2 separate regions of the Arachis hypogaea genome follow, and region 1 is linked to region 2. The links are chromatin contacts, called in public Hi-C maps. All regions are on one chromosome and are shown on one strand. Each heading gives the region's core, a stretch centred on a gene start, on an enhancer-like site or on the middle of the called end of the contact. The rest is flanking DNA. Distances are from core to core; before and after follow the strand shown. Region 1 holds the start of LOC112796957 (glucose-1-phosphate adenylyltransferase large subunit 1, chloroplastic-like). Region 2 holds the start of LOC112796953 (isochorismate synthase 2, chloroplastic).

What was found. A called contact is a pair of places that touch in the nucleus more often than the background predicts.
Region 1: a Hi-C map of leaf shows a contact between it and region 2, with 4 times the contacts expected there. The contact joins the promoter of LOC112796957 here to the promoter of LOC112796953 in region 2. A contact is called at or near these places in 2 of 8 Hi-C or Micro-C datasets (both in leaf).

Annotation. Positions count from the first base shown.
Region 1 is chr4:90,642,023-90,646,359 of arahy.Tifrunner.gnm2.J5K5, forward strand. LOC112796957 (glucose-1-phosphate adenylyltransferase large subunit 1, chloroplastic-like) reads left to right here and starts at 2,373. Exons shown (of 9, transcript XR_011881223.1): 1 at 2,373-2,778; 2 at 3,118-3,249; 3 at 3,340-3,423; 4 at 3,523-3,578; 5 at 3,939-4,051; 6 at 4,181-4,253.
Region 2 is chr4:90,208,506-90,212,680 of arahy.Tifrunner.gnm2.J5K5, forward strand. LOC112796953 (isochorismate synthase 2, chloroplastic) reads right to left here and starts at 2,143. Exons shown (of 17, transcript XR_011881221.1): 1 at 1,812-2,143; 2 at 1,468-1,615; 3 at 761-858; 4 at 240-649.

The DNA of each region.
Region 1 (4,337 bases), core at 1,123-3,622, 430 kb after region 2:
AACCAACAGAGGAGGAGGATAAAGTTAATTGGTGCAAGACAAAATCTGTATATACGAAGTTGGGTCAGGATACAAAGTTGCTTATGGGTTCTTTCATTCTCCTACTTCATTGATGCCTCAGAACATACAGAACAACAAAGTATGGAATAGTATTTGGAAATTGAAATTACCTCATAAAATTAAGATTTTTTTATGGAAGAGTATTCATGAAAAGCTTCTAGTTTTGCAACAAATCCATAGCCGGTTTGCATCCACCCCTGCCACTTGTCCAAGATGCATGCTGAAAGATGAATCAATTTCTCATGCCTTGTTCCAATGCACTGTCTTCAATAATCTGGAGTCTAAACTTAATAACCCCTGACTTATGGCAGAGTGAAGAGGAGACCTTCATCAATTTGTGGCAACGAGCCTTATCTTGGGCAGCGACTCAAATTGAAGGTAGACAAAAGATCCTCTTCATCTCGGCGCTGTGTTGGAAAACTTGAAAAGCGAGGAATAGGTGTGTCTTTGAGAAGCTAATAAGCCCAGCGCCGGAGATAGTGCAAGAAGCCAACAGTCTAGTGCGTGAACTCAATAGCCATACCTGATGAATGCTAATAATTTCTCTTTATTCTTACTTTACTCTTTCTTAAGCTATTTGTCTTCCAATCACATTTGGTGATAATTGGGAATACCCAACTTCTTTTATACTTCCTTATGGAAATATTATTATTTTATAATAATAAAATAATATCTATCTTTGAGAAAAAAATAAACACATTATTTGATATATAGTAAAAAAAAGTTTAGTATTAACAAATTTAATTTTTATCTCTTTAAATTAAATTAATAATTCTATTTGATATTTTTGCACTAAAATATATTATGAGTAGATTACTAAAACTAAATGATATATATATATATATATATATATATATATATATATATATATATATATATATATATATATATATATATATATATATATATATATATATATAAACTCAACAAACTTAAAGCATCAATAATATTATTAATCTATTAATAATACATATTGTCATAAGGTTATAAATCGATGTAGATTTATCAAATAAGAATAATTTGGATTAATTGAATTTTTACGTATATTAAAATTTAATTAAATTTACATGTATATATGATGTTTTATTTCATTTAGTATTAGTAGCTTACTCATAGTGTATTTTAGTATAAAAATATTAAATAAAATTATTAATTTAGTTTAAAAAGATAAAAAATTAAATTCATTATTACTCAAAAATTTTTTACTATATATCAAATAATGTGTTTTATAAAAATTATCTAGATCATAATACTAACAGTATATCATAGGATTATTATTATTAATGTATTAACCGTATTTTAATATTTATTATTTATATATTTAAAAATTATATTTGAGAATTATTTATTTTGTTTCATAATAAATGATATTTTTAATTTGAATAATTTATTAATTAGTTTGTATTTATTATACTATATATTCAATAATTTATTAAAAAAATATTAATATAATGAATACAAAAATAATTTAAAAATGATATTATTTAAAGAACAAAGACAAATAAATCTCTAACCAATTTAAATTTAGAGACAATTAGATTTATATCCATTTTTAAACCTAACACGTTAACGTTTTTTTTTTAGAGTTGATAAAAAAATACCTACAAAAATCACATTATGTCACAAAAATAAAAAATAAAAATTAAAATACCTCGTTTTTATCTTAAAAAATCATATTATCATTCTAAAAAATGAAAACATTACTAGTTCACTCTTCTTACCAACAAGCTATACGATGGTTCCTAACGGAAGTGTTAGGAAGCTGAAAAGAACATCTACAAAAATCCTTGCTTGTGCATACATAACTTTGTCCACGGGCGAAGCTTCATGTATTCATTGGGAGGCAGGCCCCCAAAAAAAAATTATACTGTGTGAAAAAATAAAATAATTAAGAGTGGCCTTCCCAAAAAAATATTGATGGCCTTCCTCTTGAGATTTTACAGGCTTGAGCTATAATCAAGTGATAATCATAAGAAAAATCAGAGACTAATGATGTTATTTTTCTATTTTTCTATACACAATTTAAAAATTTAACTTTCTAAAATCAAGTAAAAAAAATTCTTTTTTCTTTTTCTCTTTTTTTTATTATATTTACATCACTTTTCTCCCTTAATTTTGAGTTCATTCTTTAATTATTTTTATTTATTTATTATCTAATTTATAATGACAATTTAAATTAGCACTACAAAATTCTTATTTGTTTGTGGAAGTTTTTTAGTGGAAGTTATTATAAACCTCCATAATATATTTTAATAGTGACAATTTGTAAAACCTCCCTAAATTATTAACAATAACCCCCACAGTCCAATCACTGCTAAAAAAATTTCTAGCCCAAATAATATTAGCCCATAACAAAAGTTGAAAAAAAAATAACAGGTAGAAGAGGGCTTCGAGCGAGAAAGAAAGAGGGAGAGGGACGATTCATTGCCGCCGCCATTCATCTCCTTGCCGCTGTCGTCTCCTCCGTCAAGCGTTGCCGGTGGAGTTATGAATGGAGATCGTGGAGCCTCTGAATTTTCGTTGACCTCTCAGAATGACGATTTGATTCATATTATTGAGCTAATGCTTTAAATCTTCTGCTTCTCCATCGTCTTCCACCGCGGGTTGTGCCGCTGGTTCTGCTGTTCCTCCGACGGCTTGAAGCACTCAGAGTGCGATTTCAGTGCGGATTCAGTGGTGCTAGCTGAAGAGATCAAGAAGGCGAGCTAGCGAATCTCTGTAAGCTTCGATTGAAGTTACATTCAAAACTATAGATCTCGTGGAACTGATTTCATGTCGTGTGGAGTCATTATAATGAGGATTCGTTCCTAATTTTTTCTCGTTCTTTGCTTTATTCAATTCTTCAATTTTTTTCAAAGATATTAGATTTTGTGATAATTTAATGATATAGTTTTGGCAAATTTATACACAAATACTGCTTCTTATGTTCTAATGTACTCTTCTCTTTTGTAAATTTTTCAGGTCAAGGCAGAGGATTTGATATAGATTGTAAATTTTTTAGGTCAAGGCAGAAGATTTGATATAGATTTAGTTAACAAGTTCTACATTCTCACTCAGTTCAACTCAAGATTAAGAATGCTTGTATTTATTATTTCAGGTTCTTGCTGCCACTCAAACTCCAGAGAGGCAGGTAAAAGATGGTTTCAGGGTACTGCTGATGCCATGAGACAGTTCCACTGGCTCTTTGAGGTATAATAATTCTATAGAAATTAGAGTAGTTACATAATCTACACTTGAACTTTTTAATCCAAGTTATGTTGTTTAACTATGATGATGTAGGATCCTAGAAGCAAGGATATTGAGGATGTCCTGATTCTTTCTGGGAATCATCTCTACTGAATGGACTATATGGACTTTGTTCAAGTAAGGCACCGTTTTGTCCAATTAATAGTTCTTCCTTTCCTCCTTCAATACTGTTGATGCATTCAAATTTGACATGTTCTGACTCATCTTCATATCCAGAATCATCGCGAGAGTGGTGCAGATATTACTCTTTCTTGTCTCCCCATGGATGACAGGTAGGTTGGCTTAATGGTTTTCGAATCTGTTTCTAGTATACATAATCACATGATGTATATCTTGAAATCACTCTGTCATCTTTCTCTGAATGAGAAACTAGCTCTTTTATCAGTCCAAATGAATAAATGATTCAACAATGTTTGTCACATATTATTGTTTAAAACTCTCTTCATATGTGACAGTCGTGCCTCTGATTTTGGTCTATTAAAGATAGATGATAAAGGAATAATTCTCTCATTCAGTGAAAAGCCCAAAGGAGAAGACCTAAAAGCAATGGTAATAACTCATGTTTGTGCTGCTTCTTACATATTAGGAGTTTCAAGAATAAGATTTACGGCTAATACTGCTTCATAATATAGCAAGTAGATACAACTGTTCTTAGGCTTTCAAAGGAAGAGGCTGTAAAGAAACCATACATTGTTTCTATGGGTGTGTATATATTCAAGAAGGAGATACTTCTAAATCTATTAAGGTACTGAACTATAGCAACATGTGAAACTTTTCAGAGAACATTCAAATAAAATAATATTAACTGAAAATAAACTGACTCATCCTATTGCAAATCTTGTTTCGCTAAGTGCTACAAATTTGTTAAATATAGATGACGGTTTCCAACTGCAAATGACTTTGGATCAGAGGTCCTCCCTGTCTCAGCTAGAGAATTTTACATGAAGGTAAAGGAATACTTCACATATGATATTACATGTGGTGTGATATTTAACTTTCATTTTTAGTGCACTAGATTTCAATCCACCCAT
Region 2 (4,175 bases), core at 893-3,392:
CCTCATAACAGTCAAACCCAAGGTTAGAATTCCAACTATAGCTGGATTGTGGTAGAAAAAAAAAATCTTTAGTATGTGTGAGTGGATGTGTGTGTGTGTATGACAAAAAAAAGTTTTGAGGTCACATGGCATGTTAAGTGACACGGAAACAACCAACTCAAGGCTACCTTCGACTACTTGACTTCAAATAAATAAATAAATAATAAAAATTTGTTTCTTGAAGTAAAGAAATGACTTACCTCCTAATGGATACCCAATCCCAATAGGAAAAGGGGTGTGGCTGGCAAAAGAAAACGGCAGAGCCAACACCAGCAACGCTAACCAAGCTTCTGCCATTAGAATCAAAAGAATTGTGTTCCCTGCCGGAGAAGAAGCAGCGAGGAAGGACCAGGTGGTTCTGTGAGTGGAGCCAATCAATGGCCTCGACCTCTTCCTCCTCAATGGAGACCTGCAGCCTCACTATGCCTGAAGAGCTCCGAAATTGAGGCTCTGATTTCATCTTAGAAATCGCCATTTTCAGGCTGTACAAAGCCATTGAAGTTGTTGCAACCGGTTCCAACGTTTGTGTCTTTATTGTCCCAACAGGCTCTCTTGAATGTCCTTTTCTGCAGCCATTCATTGAAAGAGAGCATCCATGGCACAATGGTCTCTACCAATAACATAAAAAACATATGACTAGTGCAAATATTTAAGATAGCGACATAATTAAGAGGAAATTTGGAAGACAAAGAAAGAATTAAAAGTGAGAGAGGAGTATTACTTGGTGAAAATGAAGACTGTAAATAGAGTGTTGCTTCTTGGAGAGAGGAAATAAGAGGAAGATGTTTGTGCATTTTGTGAGAGACTTGTAAGTAGAAGCTGTTGCCATAAGCATAGTTGTCAGAATCGAACCGGTGATTGACTCGATTAGATTACTGAGTTATTGGGTTATTAGTTCAACCGTTGGATCACTGGTTGAACCGGTTAATCCGGTCCCATTTAAATAAAATACAAAATAGTCAATCAACAAGTATTAAACTTATATTAGTAGGAAATAAATGTCTTCACTAACACTGTAACAACAATCAAATCTTAATTTCTAAAAATAACTAATAGAAATTCCAATTAGCATTAAACCTATATTAAAACAATCATATAATAGTAACAATAAGAGTAACAATAAAGTATTAAATCTACATTAAAACAACAAGAATCAAATATTGATGCAGCAACAATCAAGTATTCTATACAAATTCCAATTAACATCAAATTCCTATTCTAACCATACATGAAAAGTATAAAACGGCAATAATTTATATACAAATTTCAATTGGCATCAAATTCCAGTTACTTTCAAATTTGCTTTCAAGTGCCATTCAATAAAACATCATCTATTCTAAATCTACATTGAAACAGCAACAATCAAGTTTTAAAAATCAATATACAATAACTAAAAAAAGCAGAAGTCCAGAAGCAGAACCATCTCACAGTGTTTCAATAAAATTGTCAGTGTTCCCATCACAGAACCAAAGTCAGAGGAGGCACAAGGTGGAGAGGACCAGAAGCAGAGACAGAGGAGGCACGAGGCCGAGGCAGAGAAGAAGAGCAACAATATAGCCCAGCAACAAAATCAATCCTAAACACCAATAATCAAAAACAGAAAAACATCAATCAACCACTAAACCTAAATATATTACACTGTAAAACAAAAATTTGAATAATCTGCCACAAAACCAACAAATTATAATCAACAACAATCAAGAATCAACTGAATCAGTTAATCAGATTATAACCCAATAATTGAATAACTAAAAAAAACATAAAAAGCATACCTGATGATGTGAAGGCGGAACGCGGGCAGAGAAGAGGGAGACCAAGCACGGCGAAGCAGAGACTGGCGAGGGAGAGGCAGCAGCGATGGCGAGCCACGCTGGACGAAGACGCAAAGGCGAGCCACGGACGAAGGCGATGACGCAGTGGCGGAGATGCAGAGGAGCCGGCGACGTGGCAGCGACCGTGCGGTGGCGGTGGTGGTGGCGGTGGCAGACTGAGTGAGAGAATGAGAGGCTGAGAGCTCTGCCTCCTTGTGAGAGTGAGCCTAGGAGAGAGTGACCGAATTGAGTTTAGCCAAAATCTTAATTTGACGCCAACTAAAACTTTGTTTGGATTTAGAAAAGGAAATAAAAAAAATTAGAGTTATTTAAATGTTATTTGAATAAATAAAAAATAGAAGAAAAAAATAAAAAAAATTGCTGTATAACAAAAATTTATAATAATATAAAATTATATTAATATGTTTATTATAAAATAAAATATAAATATTCCATATTTATATTTTATTATATTTTATAAATATTATAAAATATTATAATTTTATATACTTGATTTAAATTATTTATCTAATATATATATAATATTTAAATATGAATTTCTGTTATAATATATTAAAAACTAAATTTATATTAATAATTGTTAATAATAATATAATTAAAAATAGTATTGAAAATATAAAAAAGAATTTTATTTGTGATGAAAAAAGAATTTTTATTAGTATCTACATAAATTTTTTTTATTTTTTTGATAACTAAACAAAACAAAATATTTTTTTATTTTTTTATTTATTTTTTTCACTAATTTTCTCTCTAATCAACATAGTGTAAAAATAATTAAGAGAGAAATGAAAATTAAATTAGTGGTATTTCAATTTCAAAAAATAAAAATTACTTAGGAATATTTTCTTTTACTTTAAACCACACAAAGAATTATCATATTTCTATCTTAAGAATTTTGGAAATGATCTGTAATTCCTTTAACTACAAAGTTAGATCTGTCTCTAGTTTGGTTATTTTTTAAAGCAAAAGATACATTTTTTTCGTGCACATGTAAATGAGATATGATACCAAAGGCAAAATGCCAAAATATAATTTTTTTTTTCGTTGTCTAGAAGTTCATATATGTGTAAATATAGTATTATTTTATTTATATTTTTAAAATCCATACATTACTTCAAATTTTTCCGCATAGAAATGCAGTTTTTTTCGGTTGAAACTAGAAACAACTAGGCCCTTCCCCGAAGGAAATGTAATGATAATGCACCCTTTCGAAAAGATAAAAAAATAAAAAGGACAAAAGAGGTGATAATGCACAAGAATTGCTTAGTGGCAAAAAGATTGGCCGATAATATATGAAACATTATTCGGCCCTAACAAAATCTAATGGCCCAAAACTAGGTTGACAAGTAAAATGAAACATTTATTCTTGGACAAAAAATATTTAGTCATTCGTATCTAGTCTCCCATATGACGATTTTGTAAAGCCATTATAATTGGAGTAACTATAAGAGGATCTTTTTTATTTAAATTAAATAATTATACAATTTACAAAAATAAATAAAATATAAAATAATTATTTAAATATACAACATACTACATCTCGAGTATTGTGAGAAAAACTCGAATATGGACATATCCCAGGTAGTGAAACTCCGGGCTATGACACAACGAAAATCTAACGTATTGTGGGTGCACCCAAAATACATGTCGCGTGGAAAAATAGGTACTGAGCACTCGAGATGTGTTCAAAAACTGATCAGGATCTTAGTATCTGAGATAAAGTCAAACGCAAAAATTGGATCAAAGCATTCGAGATATAATCAGATACATGCTTGCTATCACCATATCTAGTACTCTTGTGTCAAACAAGGATCAGGGATCCCATCGATGATCACCAAGTGGTGTAGTTGGTAACGTCCCCTAAACAAGTCGTACTAATCACGGTGCACATCGGGATACCAAACACCATCTCTCCTCATCGTGTTGAATAGAAACTCGTTAACGTTGACTGGATCTACTGGCCTATGCTGCTGTTCGGGGTGGCAAACGGACCTAAATCCACCGGGTTGGCCTGCGTAACTCGCCAAAAGGTAGGCCAGGCTAAAAAATTGAGACCGCCACACTTCGAAAGTCTGTCTAACTAGCACCACTTAAACCGCGGACTTTGATGGGGGGACGGGCCTCTCTGGCGAGCCCAACACTTTTTTTTGCTAGGGACATTTTTTGAAAATGTTCTAATTTAGTGTTTTAGATTATATTTTACGTTTGATTGATTATGTTCTAAACTTGTAGATGTTTAATTATATGTTTTGGACAATGTTTATTTTGTTTTGAACAATATTGGTTTCATTATTTTGTTTCAAA